Linked DNA regions of Sus scrofa: regions 2 and 3 are each linked to region 1. The links are chromatin contacts, called in public Hi-C and HiChIP or PLAC-seq maps. All regions are on one chromosome and are shown on one strand. The core of a region is the stretch at or near the end of the contact, and the rest is flanking DNA. Distances in the headings are between cores, read along the strand shown.

Region 1 (5,038 bases), core at 1,877-4,376:
TTCTGAGTGGACCATCTGAAACCTCCCTGCTGAAAGGGGGAGGCGAGGGATCTCCTGATGGGGGAGGACACAGGAAGGGAGGGGCAGGAGCAGATCTGGTTCACATGCTCACAGGAAACCTCCTCTGTCATCCTGTTTGTGAAGTTGGTCTTTTCTGTCCACCAGTTTTAACAGCAGCCCATTTGTAAGGGCTTGTCATCCGTACACCCCAGTCACACCATGGTTGCATAAACAAGACCTCTGAACTTGAAGCAAGTAAAACGCCACTATCATAAGGACAAAACAGTTACTTTTATTAATTAATTAATTTAGTTAGTTAGTTAGTTTTCTTAGTGCTGTACCTGCGGCATATGGAGGAGGTTCCCAGGCTAGGGGTCCAATCGGAGCTATAGCCACTGGCCTACACCACAGCCACAGCAACTCAGGATCTGAGCCGTGTCTTCAAACGACACTACAGCTCATGGCAATGCCAGATCCTTAACCCACTGAGTGAGGCCAGGGATCGAACCTGAGTCCTCATGGATACTCATCTGGTTGGTTTCCATTGAGCTACAATGGGAACCCCCCGGTTACCATTTATTAAGCTCCCCCACATGCCCAGCAAGGTGTCAGGTACATTGCAACTCTCATCTCCCCAACCACTCTACGGGTGACAGGTAAGGGAACTGGGATCCCACAAGGGGAAGCTCCCATACTGTCGTCAACCAGGGCTCAGGCTTGGAAGCCTGTGTTCTTGGTTAACAACGCTGTAAGGGAGGGAGTAGGATTGAGGGAAGTGAAGTGTCTTCACATCTCCTTGAGGAATAGAGAATATCATCCATCAAGGGCAGGAGCATCCTCAGGAGAAGAATGTCACAGGATAAAGCTGTAGCCAGCGCATTATTCAGGCTCCTGACTGTCTGGAGAGACACTGTGTAAAAGAAAGGATCAGGGAGAGCGAGAATTTGAGTGGATCCAGGGCTGACGGGGTGAGGATGATCTGCTTCTAGAGAGCAACTAACTCTTGTACAGACTCCTTCTGCAGGGATAGGGAAGTCGCCCAACCACCCCGAATGACAATGTATAAATAGCATTTAATTTGTATCGTCATATACGTTATCATCTCTTTTGCTCCTCCCAGCAGTTCTGGGTTGTTCTCTGATTATCTCCATCTTGAAGATGAACGAGCTGAAGCTTAAGTAACCTGCCAAGGTCACACTGTCAGAGACGGGTAGAGCTGAGATCTGCACCCAGGGTGCTCCAGAGTCACCTTTCCTGATTCTTCCCAGGATGTCAAGCGTCTCTGTCACCTGGTCTGATGGATTGAGAAGTCCTTCAGGATGGCTGGCTCCCTTTGCACCCTTGCTCTGCATTTGCGGACATCACCAGGAGGGAATTGGTGGCTCCAGCAAATTCCTGACACCAGCCTTAATGACAAACCCACTCTCCCTGTAAACAAACACGGTAGTTTTCTGTTTGCCCATCCACCTCCTGTGTGGTTGGCATGAGCTGGGCCTCCAGATATTAAGCAACTCTGAATGACCTAAAAACGAAATCAAGTTGTAGACCTGTCAAGCTAAGACAGGCCCTGTTGTTTTCTCCAAGGTTTCGCCTCTGGGAATTGGGGTGGTGGTGGGGCACAGACTACCCAAAGAACAAGTTAAGACTTGGAACATGGAATCAGAGCTACTTGCTGTGTGTCCTGAGATAAGTTCCTTAACTTCTCTGAACTTCATCTTCCGATTTACCTCACAGAATAAAGGTAGGTGAAATAACTTGGTGAACTAAAGTGCTTTGTGATCTTCTCTGCTGCATCATTGGCAACTGTGTGTGCCTGCCTGGCCAGTGGCCCCTTCAGAGGTGCGGTGGGGCCTTGCTCCTGTCATCTACCTAGAAAATTCTTCTGCCTTTTTATGACTCCGAGTGAGTGTCTTTTCCTTCAGGCTCTGGGAGGCAGGTTCTGTCCCCTCTCCCCAGTAGGAGGATCTTCAGGGCTTGTCACTCTGTGGAGATGGTCCAGCATTCATGCTCCTCTGTAAGCTCCTTATTTGTACCCTTAACTTTGGAAGGAGGGGTTCATGGTGATCCTTTTGTAAGTGTTTAAAAGGGGCTACCCTGGGCAGTCAGGAAGCCGGAAGAGAGCTGCTGAAGGGGCAGTGGGAAGGGACTTAGCAATTTGTCTACTTTGCGGTTTGAATTCACCTTCTCTGCACTGTGTGGCCACAGGCCCTTCTGGACACAGCCTGATTCCTTGGTGGAATATCATTCTGCAAGCTGTTCTTGCCTGTGGTTTCCAGAGGGGAGAATGGCATCTCCCTCTCAGGCCAGAGAGGCCCTGTCCCCATCAAATGCCCACTTGCAGGTTCATTCCTGAGGCTCAGCAGGTGACAGAGGCCAGGCTGGCTGCCCTGAATTGAGCAATCACTTGCCTCTGGGTGAGACAGTGATCTAGCTGAGCTTTTTGTTTTGCGTTTCGTTTTGTTTTGTTTTGCCTTCTTGTCCAAGAACCTAAGGGCTGTTTTGCAACCCCTTGGCTCCTTTCCTTTGGCCAGAGAAGCAAGGGAGGCTTCCTCCATCCTGGCCCATGCTGACCTGGAGAGCAGGAAAGAGCAGCGGGTGGGGGGTTGCTTCAGAGGTCAGGGGCTGGGCCACGTCCAGGGACTGTCTCCTGAGGCGGCCCAAGTGGATCCTACCTCTTGCAGGATCTGCAAGAATGACTCCTTTCTGGGCAGAGCAAGGAGGTGAGTGGTTCTGGACTCGTCTGCAGCACCAGCAGCATCTTCTCCAAGCATAGAAAATGTCTGGCCTGGCCACTGCTTGTGGCCCAGGACCTGAGATGATCGGAGAAGCCCCCTCCCACCACTCAGAACAAAGCCTGGAGGCACCCAGGCAGTCCCCCAGACTGCCACTCACAGGCTTCCCTGCGCTCAAGTACTTCCAAACATACATGCCCGGGGGAAGTCAGATGGTGAGAAACAAACAACAATCAACCATAGAGACTTCTGGGGACCAGATGTTTTTTTCTGGGCTGCCTAGGACTTACCTTCTCTGGAGCAACACCTGCTGAGAGCCAACTTTTCTCAACCCCTGGCCAGGCCACTTCCAGCCAGGGCAGCTCAAGGACCAAAACAGAGGCCTGGCTCCCCCTGCTGATCAGCCTAGGCACCCACATCAGGTTTGGTGACAGCAAATATCACCTCTGGATCCTATCACCTGTACAGAGACCAATAAGAACAATTCACGTCTTCCCCCTTCTCCTTGTCTTCCAGGGAATTAGAATAATTTGGAATTTGGAATTAGAATTTGGGAGTTCATTCTCCCAAAGTCAGGATTCACCTCCCTATAGCGTGGAAGGAAAAATGAGGCTCAGAGAGATTAAGTGACCCTCCCAGGATCACACAGCAATTTGGGGCCAGCCCTGGGGTTGGCCTCCTCCACTGTAGATCAGTGAGGAGGCAGACAGGGAGGCCCCTCAGACTCTGTGGTAGGAACAGTCCTCAGGTTGCTTTGGGTGACCCAGGCAGTACCCATCCTGTGGAATAAGTGCCTAGTCGGTTGGGGGTCCTGGTGTAGGAACCAGGGGCCCAGGAGAAGGGACCTGCAACACCCTCACTGGGAACTTTTACTTATGAGGGAGACAGGACAGGTGGGTCTACCAAGAAGTCACATCCCGCCCCAAACGTGGAGCGGCGCTGAATTTACACAATGGTGGCTGGGGCACTTCTGATGCTACAGCCGAGCATTTTTTGGCAGGGAGTGGGTGCCAAGCCTAGGTCATTGCCTCCTCATAGGGAGTCCCCTGTGTCACTCTCCTCCATACTCAGCATTGCCAGGATTCTAAGAGACACTTTTGTGTCCTTCTGGTAGGGGCCACTCCTTTTTTCGTTTTTGCTTTTTCCTTTAAGGGCCACACTCTCGGCCCATGGAGGTTCCCAGGCTAGGGGTCAAATGAGAGCTATAGTCACTGGCTTACGCCACCAGCCACAGCAACATGGGATCCAAGCTGCATCTGCGACCTACACCATAGCTCATAGCAACACCAGATCCTTAACCCACTGAGCGAGGCCAGGTATTGAATCTGCTTCCTCATGGATCCTAGTCAGATTCATTAACAGCTGGGCCATGAAGGGAACTAACTCCTAGGGGCCCCACTTTTTGAGGCAGGGTCCATGTCCTGCTTTTCTTGGGTTGGGGCCACCTTGGCCTCTGTTATTTTGAGTACCCCTGGACTCCAGGCTGGGATCAGTCCTCATGACTGACTGTGGTCACAAAGCATCTTTCCCCTTTCAGGATTCTTGACCAGAGACAAGGGGTTCTCCCCACTCCTCTCTGGTCCTGGCTCTCTGCCCTTGAGGTTAGGGTGACCCAAGAATGAGTTCCAAGCCAGTCCCATGCTATTAGTTGAAGCAGCTCTCCAGCTTCCAGGCATCTTGCTAGTGGAGGTCACTCCTGGAGTCAATGGCCTGCATCCCCCAAACTCATCTCCTCACCTACAAAGGGGCTTCCTTCATGGTGCCCCCTCCTTGCCAATTCCCCTGTGTGCCCAAGCGCCTAGGCAACAGATTCCATCACTAGGTGGTGGGTAAGCCCTATTTACTTACATGATGATTACAGGGCAAGGATTTAGAACCAGATGGACCAGGATCTGAATCCCAGGTCAACCAGTTACTCTCAGACGATCTGCATACTCTCTCAACCTCGGTTTCCAAATGTGTCCATCTGTATAAGAGTTCATATTGCATGGGGTTGTGCGGGAATGAAAGGGGGTGGTGCAGTGATTCCCGGGGACATGCATGCTGGGCCAAGGACAAGTGAAGGTGAAGGATAAACATGGTATATCTTGCTGAAGTGTTAATTTTACTAGGAGTATTTAGGGAAATATGTTTTGAAGTAAAGTAATAAAATGTAAAATTTCAACAAATTTTAAAAAAGAAAGAGAAGACTGAAAGGAGTTTTTATTCAGTTTTTATTCATGGTTATTGCTTTGGGTTATACTCTAAACTTGGGAGTCTGGGGTTATCTGGTTAAAGGTCACTCTCTCTGCCTTACAGAGTCTTTT
Region 2 (5,038 bases), core at 1,655-4,154, 390 kb before region 1:
CTGCAGGAGCCTCCCACAGGTGACAAAGATATGCCAGGCTGTCAGGCACCTCAGTGTGATCTTCTGTGAATGGGCTGTCTTTTTATGGCATCTAGATATCGATGCTCTTTTCTCAGCCTGCCCAACTGAACAGCTCAGCATCACTCCTGTCCAGGGAGAGACTCCTGTGTCATAGCTCTTCTGTGTCTCCTTTTCCTATCTCTTAATTCTTCTCACATATGAGGAGGTCACTGTTGGCACTGGGGCTAAAAATTACTCATGCAACAGTTGTTTTCTGATGCCCTGCCCCTCTGTTCCAGTTCCAGGACTAGCCCTATAGTAAGTTGTAATATTGAAATAAACCAGGATACATATTTGTGCTCAAAGGGAGCAGGAGAATGGCAGTGGACAACTGTGCCAATGGTAGGGGTACTGGAATATAGTCATGGCCGGGCTCTACAGCAACAGAGGCACCTGACATCAGAAGGAACGCTTTCGGCTACAGTTCTGAAACCAAGGTGAGTACAGAATCTAAGCATTTGATATTTGATGTTGAGATTAAAATAGAATATATATGTTGACTTTTAGGAATGGAAGCTCTCTGGGAACCAAGTAGTAAACAACAGCAGCTACGAGAAAGGGTTTGGAAAATTGAGAGGAAAATCTGGACCCTGCTATTAGGAGTTTCTCAGATTTCAGCTTATTTGGATTTCTGAGTTTGGCTTTGCGAGAGAAACAGCTGACTCAAGGGATTAAAAACAGTATAGGAAGGGGAGTTCCTGTTGTGGCGCAGTGGAAACGAATTTGACTAATATCCATGAGCTTGCAGGTTTGATCCCTGGCCTTGCTCAGCGGGTTAAGGATCCGGTGTTGCTGTGAGCTGTGGTATAGGTTGCAGATGCAGCTTGGATCCCGTGTTGCTGTGGCTCTGGCATAGGCCAGCAGCTGTAGCTTTGATTTGACTCCTAGCCAGGGAACTTCCATATGCCGAAGGTGCGGCCCTAAAAAAAAAAAAAAAAGTAACTTCTGACGGGTGTTTCTAAAGCCTGCATGATCTCAGTGAAAACATAATAGGAATAGCCTCTGTTTAAGGTCAATACTATTGTGAAAGTGGCAGAATAAAGAAATCTAGCAGACAAGGAGGTCGCATTATCCCAAGGGCAGTCATTAGATACTGAACAGAAGGAAAAGACTGAACCATATGAAATCAACCAAGCACTGCCCTCTTAACCGAAATCTTTTTGACATCAACAGGTGAATGGAGACAACGGACAGTGGTTGCAGTTAAGATGTTCAGCAACCTCTCCAGGTACAATAACATACTCCATAGACACGCATATTCTGGCAAGTATCTTCAGACACCTGGACTCTATTTTAATATAAGACAACTAATTTACTAAACACCCACTGAGCATTGTACATAGAATATTATTTACTTCCAGTAACTCCATAGGCTAGATATTAGTATCATTTTCAAAGAAGAAAATGATGTTTACTCAGAGAGGGTGAGCAAACTGCACAATGCTATTCAGCTAGTAAATGGTAGGGCTAGCAGTATTTGAATTCAAAGCCTTCGAGATAAGAAACTAAATTCTAGAAGTACAGAGAACATACAGGGCAGCTATCTCTGATTGCAAAGAAAACAAGACATGGGCAGTATACGGATACCTATATAAAAAAATCTCTCTGTCCCTTTTATTAATCCTAAAGAGTCTGGACGCCAAGTCACTAACTTATAGCATTGGCCAAGATTTCTTAGAATTGGCACGAAATATGATATGCCAAGGAAGGGTCAGAAACGGTATACCTCAAGAGGCTGAAGGCATATAAAGGACAAGATCTTTGTTCTGTCTCAGCCTACTCAACCATGACCTGCCTGACTCAATAGGACCTGTAACAGAGATGCTGAAAGCAGGCAAAAGTGAGCAAGTAAGATTCCGTTTGTTCTTTCTCTATTTTGATGAGGCAAAACTGGGCTGAGACAGGTAAGCATGAAACTGGATTTTTCATTCTAAGACCAAAGAAGAACTACATTAAAAATGCATCAGATAGGGTTGAAAAAGTCATCAATAATTCTCTGACAGAAAACAGAGGTAATAATCCAAAGATATAGTGGGTATAACTCTATACCTTATGATTTACCATCCTGTTTGTAATTGGGTACCATAGGGAAATGCTACATTGGGTAGAGGGACTTACCCACTTTTTTTCTTATTACACTGCAAGATCAGTGTGCGGGAAGAGTTATATCTTCAAGCCTTTGCAATCTGACTGCTACAGAATAATGGACTTGATGATGATTTACTGGTAAAAGCACCTCTAATGTAAACATTTATTAAATATTCTCCCTCTATACATAACTACAGAAAAAAGAAGAAATAATGATCTTTGGAGAATACCCCAGTCCCTAAACATCATCTCTGGGAGGAAATGATATTTCTCTTCCATAGCCTCACCTCCTCTCTGTGTTTGAGACACCGTACTGTGCCCACCAGCAAAGTTTCCAGAAATATGCCTTCTCTAGAAGCTGGGAGAAGGATATATTTTAATACTAGCCACCTTTCTCCAATTCCCACGCCTGATATGGCCTTTACCTTCCACAGGGTTGGTTTTCAGTCTACTGCAGAGATTCACTACTCCTCCATAGTGGACATTGATCTGGTTTATTGCATCAGTTGAACGCAGCTCCATGAGCTTCCTCAGGTCCATTACTGTGCAGCCAAATTCCCCTTCTTGGGTCTCAACTATCGAGTTGGCCGGCAAGGAGTGTTCTGTTGGGTTCGTCATTTTGCCTGTTGTTACCAAGCCCCTCGACCAGAGGAAATGTGAATTTTCCCTTCCAGAGACCAGAGTCTCTTGCTTCTCTGCCTCACTTCTTTTTACGTCGTGCTTCTCTGGGAGCCTGGTTGGGAAATAGATCGTCTGTGTCTTGTGCAATAAGCTTCAGAGCAGCAGTCTCTGGCCCAGATCTTTTTTTTTGTATATGAAGCTTGGCAGCAGGAGGAGGAAGAGGATGGGGGGACTGAGTGGAAGGCGGACCACGTGTCACGATGATTGGTGTCCCCAGGTGGTGATGGAAGTGATTGTCCAGGGTAGGTAGGTTCCTAGCTTAGACCAACTTGCCCGGATGGAGGTGTAAACAGGATGTGCATGTTACCATGGAGGCAACCTTAGCAACAACCAGCAACTGCAGTGGTAGAGAGGCGGCAGGAGGAGGAGGAGGAAGAGGAGGGCTCCCTGGATACCAATGACAACTGGATCTCTGGAATAAAGATTCAAAGATAGACAAAAAGAAACAATTAGAGCAGCATGGGGACCAGCACCTGCAAGGGCAAGAGGTATTCATTCTAGCGCAAGGGTTTAGGTGACAGTTGATGTCTGAGTTGAACTGATAGCTGAAGCCTGAGCTGAGTGAACTGAGTTAGGAGAGGCCCCTTCTTCCCTGGGGGCCCCAGCAGCTTGTAAACTCCAATGTAGAGAAATAAATTCAGATACACCCCAGTCTTCCTCTCTCACCTCTTCTAAACCAGGCAGCACAAATCCCACAACCTCAGAGACTTGGAAATAAAAGGTTATGACCTCTAATGGCTCTGATGCTCTCCCTGTCTGTCTATCTTAGGGACCTGCAGCAGAATCTTTTAGTCTGATCTTACCTCTAAGGGGTGAGAAGAGGTCAGTAAAGGAGTCCAGACCAGAGTGAGCTGGAAGGTTGCCTGCCTGTCTGCCACCTTCCCCCATGCCCTGCACCCTCCCCTACTCCCAACACACGCATTTACAAAACAGGAAGACAGGCTGGTAGAAGATGCCCCAATCCTCTGCGGCCCCTCAGAATACTCAGCCTGATGCTGTATGGAAATTCTGCAGCAGGCCACAGCTGTCAAGATCAGGTGCTTAAGATCAGATCTCGGAGCTAAGCCCCACCTTCCTCCAAGAAGCTTTTTTGGGGGAAGTGGTGAGTAAAATGCTCTGGCAGGTGGTGATACAGGGTGGAAGGGGGCACAAAGGGGGACAGAGGACCTCTGAGGAGGAAAGATAGTGAGCTTGGGGCCTAGGAGTTAAGTTTCTCTGGGGTGGCAGCTATGGATTCAGAGAGCGCCTAGGCCATCACCAGGTCAGCAGGGGAGCAGTTAGCCTGTGTGTGAGTGACCCCAGAGGGTCTCAAATCAGCATTTCTCCTCTCAGGAAGGCATATGTTACCTCTCACGCATGCTGATGAGGGGTGCAGTGGCAGAGGATGTGTAGGTGAGAATATGAAGGTGAGAACAAGGCTTATCCTGAGGACTCTTCTCAGCTTCAGAGAGAGGCTGCCCTGCGTAATGCAGAGGCTACTGCCACACAGCAGCTATTTAAAGGTGGAAGGGCTCTTCCATGGTGTTCCCTGGTGGCCTAGTGGTTAAGGAGCCGGCATTGTCACTGCTGTGGCTTGGGTTTGATTTTTGGCCTGGGAACTTCCACATGCGTCGGGCATGACCCAAAAAAGAAAGAAAGAAAGGCGAAGGGGCTCTTCTTGAACACAGCACAGCCCTCTCCAATAAATAGATGAAATCCTGGGCGTTCCCATTGTGGCTCAGCGGAAAGGAATCTGAATAGTATCCATGAGGACGCAGGTTTGATTCCTGGCCTTGCTCAGTGGGTTAAGGATCCGGTGTTGCTGTGAGCTGTGGTGTAGGCCACAGACGTGGCTCGGATCTGGCATTGCTATGGCTGTGGTGTAGGTCAGCAGCTGTAGCTCCAATCCGAGCCTGGGAACCTCCATATGCTTTTAGGGTGCAACCCTAAAAGACAAAAAAAAAAAAAAAAAAAGATGAAATTCTTGCTCCTAGAAGGTGAACAAATAAGTACAAGGACCATCAGATAAGGACTTGACTCTTTCTCAATTACTTTTCTAAAAATCACATATGGCCAAAGTTCCTGCTGATTTGAATCAATCCTGTTCTTGGCAGGTTCCACGGGGATGGAGGTGGTTACACCCCTCCCTCTCCCAGTCTGCCGTGTGCCTCCTCATTCTACTAAAGATTATTAGAGCTACTCTGACTTAGGAAAGGTTATGCCAGCAGGG
Region 3 (5,038 bases), core at 1,558-4,057, 360 kb before region 1:
AAAAGACAAAAAAAAAAAAAAAAAAAAAAAAGAAAGAAAAGAAAAGAAATGTATTTGTGTATGAGTGTGTATACACACACATACACACACACGTATATTGTCTTTTTAGAGCCACACCCTTGGCATATGGAAGTTCCCAGGCTAGGGGTGAAATTGGAGCTGTAGCTGCTGGCCTAAGCCATAGCCATAGCAATGCCAGGTCTGAGCCACGTCTGCAACCTACACCACAGCTCAGGCAATGCTGGATCCTTCACCCACTGATCAGGGTCAGGGATCAAACCCGCATCCTCACGGATACTGGTCAGATTCGTTACCACTGAGCCACAACGGGAACTCCTGTCACTGGCAATTTTAATTATAGCTTCACTTTATCACTATAGGTTAGATGCTTTTATCTTTATTTTCTTTGTAATCAAGATTTAAATTTAGCACCATATTTACAGTTTTCTTTGCTCATCATTCCTTCTCCAATCTTCCTTTTGAGTAACTTTTCTTCTTAAACTATTTCCCTTAGAAATTGCTTTTGTGGAAAGCCTTCTGGTAGAAATCTGTTTTGGTTTGTCTACAAAGGACCTTATTTTGCCCTCATTCTCAGAAAATTTTCACTGATGACAGAATTCTGTTAGTAGGTATCTGCTTCAGCACATTGAAGTATTATTCCACTATCTTCTGGCTTTTATTGTTGAGGTTGAGAAGTCTGTTGCCAGTCTTAATTGTCATTTCCTTGAATGTTTATCTTTGGGGTTACTTTAAAATTATTTATCTCTGATGATTTGTAGTTTCATTATTGTATGTCTAATGGCGAATTTTATTTATCTCCCTTGGAATTCATTAGGCCTCACAAATATAATGATTATACTTTATCAATTCCTGGCTACTGCTTTTTTAAACACTGTTGTACTCCTTTTCTATTATCTCCTTCTGGAGCATTAATTAACTGTATTTTTTTAGTCTCTTCCCAAGGTGGGCAAACTACATAACCTGGGCCAAATCTGGCCTGCTGCCTGTTTTTGTAAATACAGTTTTATGGGCACACAGACATATCCATTCATTTATATATGGTTTGTGGCTGCTTTCATGTTCTAACATCAGAGTCAAGTAGTTATGACAAAGACCATCTGGGCCACAAAGCCTGCAATATTTACTATCTGGCCCTTTATAGAAAATTTGTCCATCTCTGCTCTACTTTCTATGCCTCAATAACTTTTTCCATCTTTACCTCCTCCACCTTCCGTTGTCTATATAGATTCCTCAGAAATATCTTACAACTCCTGATTTTATCTTTAGCTATAAACTATTATTTTAACCTAATCATGAAAATTTTAATTCCCTTTATTTTTTTTCTTTTTTCATTTTTAGAATTTCTCTTTGGATATCTTCTTGGTCAGTCGAGTTTCCTGTCCCTGCACCATTCTTTCAATACCCTCCTATTTCTTTTAATATATTAAATATATTTAAAATTTTTCTATATCCAATTGACTCCAATGTCTGCAATTTTTGAATCTCATCTGTGAAGTATTATTTCTGCTGTTCAACTTCATTGGTAATCAGAGAAATGCAAATCAAGACCACTACAAGATACTATTTATAGCATTCAGTTGGCAAAAGTTTTAAAGTCTGATGATACCAGGTACTTGAGAGGACATGGACCAACAGCATCTCATACACTTTGCTGGTAGGGGCAAAACCATTAAAAACATATCAAGAAACAATCTGTAATTATTTTGTAAAACTGAATATTCCCATACCAAGATCTAGCAATTCGCTTCTGAGATCTACACCTAAGAGAGACTTGCACAGGAAACATGAATAGGAAAGTTTGTGGCAGTACTGTTCATTATGGCGAAAAGGGGTGATAGCTTCACTAATAGAATATAACAGTGAAAATGAATGAACTACAGCTATACTCAACAGGGACAAATCTTAGTGTTATAATATTGAAAGAAAACAAGCAAGTCTAGAAGACTGTACACAGTATAAATTTTTAATAATTTAATAAAGACTATAAAGTAAGATTAAATAATATATTTGTTTAGGCATACATATGTTTATCAAAACAGTCGTAACCAGATAGTGGTTGGGTTGGGTGAAGAGGTGGGGGATAGGATAGAAAAGGCTTAGAGATGAATGCAAAATACGGTAGATCTCATTTTTTGATTGGGTGGTGAGTTCAGGAGTCTTGAACAGGTTATTAAAATACATAAATAAGCTATATAAATTAGCAGCAAAAGAGAGGTTTCTTCATAAACCAGTGAAGAAAATGTACCATGAACTATCCTTTTTTTGTGCACCTGAGAAATCAAAGCAAGAAAAAGAGAGTGCTAGGGATGAAAGAAGAGAAAAATAGGTTTCTACTATTTCTGCCAGCAACATTTTTTCAATTCTCATGATCAAAGACAGTCATGGAACTACCAAAAGTTAGCAAGACTCTCTTTTAGATGAGAACTTCTGTTGTCAATTTCATGGTCTAAAATTGTCATGTTACAACCTAGTCAATACGTGCATTTGACCATATTAAATGCTAATATATCAAATACCTTAGAGGGTCTGATCTGGGGGGTGAGAGGGCGGGGAGAAGTGAAAGTAAAGGGAAGCAGGGCAGGGGGGTTGATCTGCATTGTTCTTCTGGAGACCAGAGAGCCAGAAGGCAGGAGGGGCACAGAAGGAAGGTGGGAGGGAGAAGATGCTGGGATGAGTCCCAGGCTTTGGGTGGGGAGAAGCATTTCATTTCACCATGGAGGGAGGCTCTCAGCAAATGGGGCACGGGCCCAAGCGCCAGTCTCCTTTTGGATCCAAAGTAAAACAGGTCGAGGAGAACCCCAACCCCTTCCCGCTGAGACTTCCTGGATCCACTCGTTGCCACCAACCGCGCCCTGACAGGGAGCTCCAGGCAGTGGGCTCAGGAGGCGGGCGACCAGCTGCCCAGCCCCCTCCCAATGCCGCGCGGGCCTCTGCTCGGTGAGCAGGCGGGCGGAGCCCGGGGGTGGCAGCTGGGCCGCGCACCGTGGCCTCCCCTTCCGCTCGCCTGGCTGCCCGGCTCCGCACCCTCGCCCTCGCCCCGGGCCGGCCGGGTTCCGACGTGTCGGCACAGCTCGGCTCCCAGCGCGTCCCAGTCCCGGCCCCGGCCGGGAAGAGCTGGGGCGGCAAAAGCCTTGGCCTTTCTAAGTCTGGCTCCGCACGAAAGCCTGGGAGAAGGCGGGCGGCTCCACCCCACAGCCCGCGATTGCTCAGAATGGGCAGTGACTCACCGCGCCGGCAGGCCCGGCAGTCCCCAGTCCTCCCCCAGGACCCTCGTCCTCCCCGCGCCACACCCCGGGAAGGAATCTCCACCCTTCAGCCTTGGGAGGCCTCGGGAGCCCTTCCAGCTGTCACCCCGCCCTTCACCTGCCCTCCCTACACACTCCGAGAGCTCATCTCTGTGGCTGCAACTCACAGCCGGCCGCTCCACACAGGTTTCCTCGTAGAGCGCTGTCCTGAGTCTCCACCGATGGGCGGATGGGCGCAGGGCCGAGCTAGCTCCCTACTGTGCCCAGCGCGCCCACTTCACGAATGCGGATTATCAGTGGATGCATGATGTCGGAGGCATGGCAAAAACTGGGGTGATTCTGAGAGGATAGCATGAAAGACCCCTCACAGAAGGTCGTGGCAAATCTGAGAGGCTTTGGCACAGGACATTACAGTATAAACAGAGCCAACCATGTCATTAGTCCTCACTCAGCAGCACTGGGATGAGGGAGAAGTAAATTGGAGGGCACCCCATCGACCTGAGCTCTGGAGTAGAGAGTGTGACCTGGTCAGGGTACAAGTGGAGACCATGTGGATTCCTGCGACTTAATTTTTCTGGTGTGTAAAATTAAGGGGGTTGAATTACTGCCCCTACCATTCTGACAGAATAGGATTGATTCTAGGACTTTTTAGTCTGATCAAACACCGGCTCATCTCAACATCTTCAGGAACACCTCTGAGCTGTAACAGCGTCCTTGCGCACAAGTATAGTGCTTTTAACTTCTCTGAACACTTCCATTTAGATTCCACATCCTCCCCCTAGACTATCTGTTAACAATCCTCATGGTTAGAAACACATAACCGATGAGGAAACAGGTTCAGAGGTTAAGGGTCTTGCTCAAGGTCATGCTGCTATAGCCAGTAGCACAGTCAAGAGCAGAAAACTCAGTTAAAAGGCTCATTTTAATGCTGCGAGAGCCCCAACCCTTTCACCCACTTTGAGAAAGTCACTCACTTTCTGGGACTCACCCTCCATCTACAGCATGGTGAGAACTCACCCTACCCAAGAAAGAGGGCTCAGATTTTAGATGAGCTGGAGAAAGGGCCTTCCAAACCTCAGAGGAGTCAGGAAGAAGGGCTTTGTAAGTCATAATCTATATATTTATGGAGTTCCCATTGTGGCTCAGTGGTGAACGAACCCGACTAGTAACCATGAGGTTTCGGGTTCAATCCCTGGCCTCGATCAGTGGGTTAAGGATCCAGGCGTTGCCGTGAGCTGTGGTGTAGGTCGCAGGCACAACTCAGATCTAGCGTTGCTGTGGCTGTGGCTGTGGCCAGCAGCTGTAGCTCCAATTCGACCCCTAGCCTGGGAACCTCCATATGCCGTGGGTGTGGTCCTAGAAAAGACCAAAAAAAAAAAAGAAGAAAACCAACCAACCAAAAATATTAAAAAAAATTAATAATCTATATTTGTAGGTGTTCTGTGTTGTACAAAGTACTTTCACATCCATTATGCCCTGTAAGGTACTCAGAATTATATTACCTGATATTTTAAGGAGAATGAAAGGTTGAATGAAGTTCAGCAGTTGAGTGACATGTGCAACAATAACACCCAGTCTGTGATCTTCCTGTGTTATGGCAGGAGATTCTGGAGTAACTAGGATAATAATGAAGATTCCTCTGTCTTCATAATGGAAACCAAAGCATCTCCCTTCATTTTTCTCACCTATCTCCCTAAGACAGCCTAGGAGGGAGAAAGATACAGGGGTGGAAACTCCCTAGGGAAGAAGCAGGTATAAGGGTGAACCCTGCC

Evidence for each region. A called contact is a pair of places that touch in the nucleus more often than the background predicts. HiChIP or PLAC-seq counts read pairs in DNA pulled down with a chosen protein or histone mark.
Region 2: an H3K27ac HiChIP or PLAC-seq map of alveolar macrophages shows a contact between it and region 1. The contact joins two enhancer-like sites. A contact is called at or near these places in 2 of 47 Hi-C or Micro-C datasets (embryonic fibroblasts and epiblast stem cells) and 1 of 2 datasets of contacts at active chromatin or transcription factors (alveolar macrophages).
Region 3: a contact with region 1 is called in a Hi-C map of skeletal muscle, with 2.3 times the contacts expected there. The contact joins two enhancer-like sites. A contact is called at or near these places in 2 of 47 Hi-C or Micro-C datasets (liver and skeletal muscle) and 2 of 2 datasets of contacts at active chromatin or transcription factors (alveolar macrophages and skeletal muscle).

The regions. Positions count from the first base shown.
Region 1 is chr9:63,995,434-64,000,471 of Sscrofa11.1, reverse strand. No RefSeq gene overlaps it. Among named protein-coding and RNA genes, the nearest start is that of BTG2, 36 kb to the left of the region's middle. Within about 2 kb of position 3,126, at least 36 of the 83 cell types and tissues checked have an H3K27ac peak or open chromatin away from gene starts, as enhancers often do. A contact at or near this core is called in alveolar macrophages, liver and skeletal muscle, where this site is marked.
Region 2 is chr9:64,386,092-64,391,129 of Sscrofa11.1, reverse strand. It overlaps ATP2B4 (plasma membrane calcium-transporting ATPase 4), which reads right to left. Exons shown (of 21, transcript XM_021063194.1): 2 at 2,574-3,241. The coding sequence starts at 2,766. Among named protein-coding and RNA genes, the nearest start is that of ATP2B4, 52 kb to the right of the region's middle. Within about 2 kb of position 2,904, at least 5 of the 83 cell types and tissues checked have an H3K27ac peak or open chromatin away from gene starts, as enhancers often do. A contact at or near this core is called in alveolar macrophages, where this site is marked.
Region 3 is chr9:64,357,275-64,362,312 of Sscrofa11.1, reverse strand. The region is part of intron 1 of ATP2B4 (plasma membrane calcium-transporting ATPase 4); the gene reads right to left. Among named protein-coding and RNA genes, the nearest start is that of ATP2B4, 23 kb to the right of the region's middle. Within about 2 kb of position 2,807, at least 70 of the 83 cell types and tissues checked have an H3K27ac peak or open chromatin away from gene starts, as enhancers often do. A contact at or near this core is called in alveolar macrophages, liver and skeletal muscle, where this site is marked.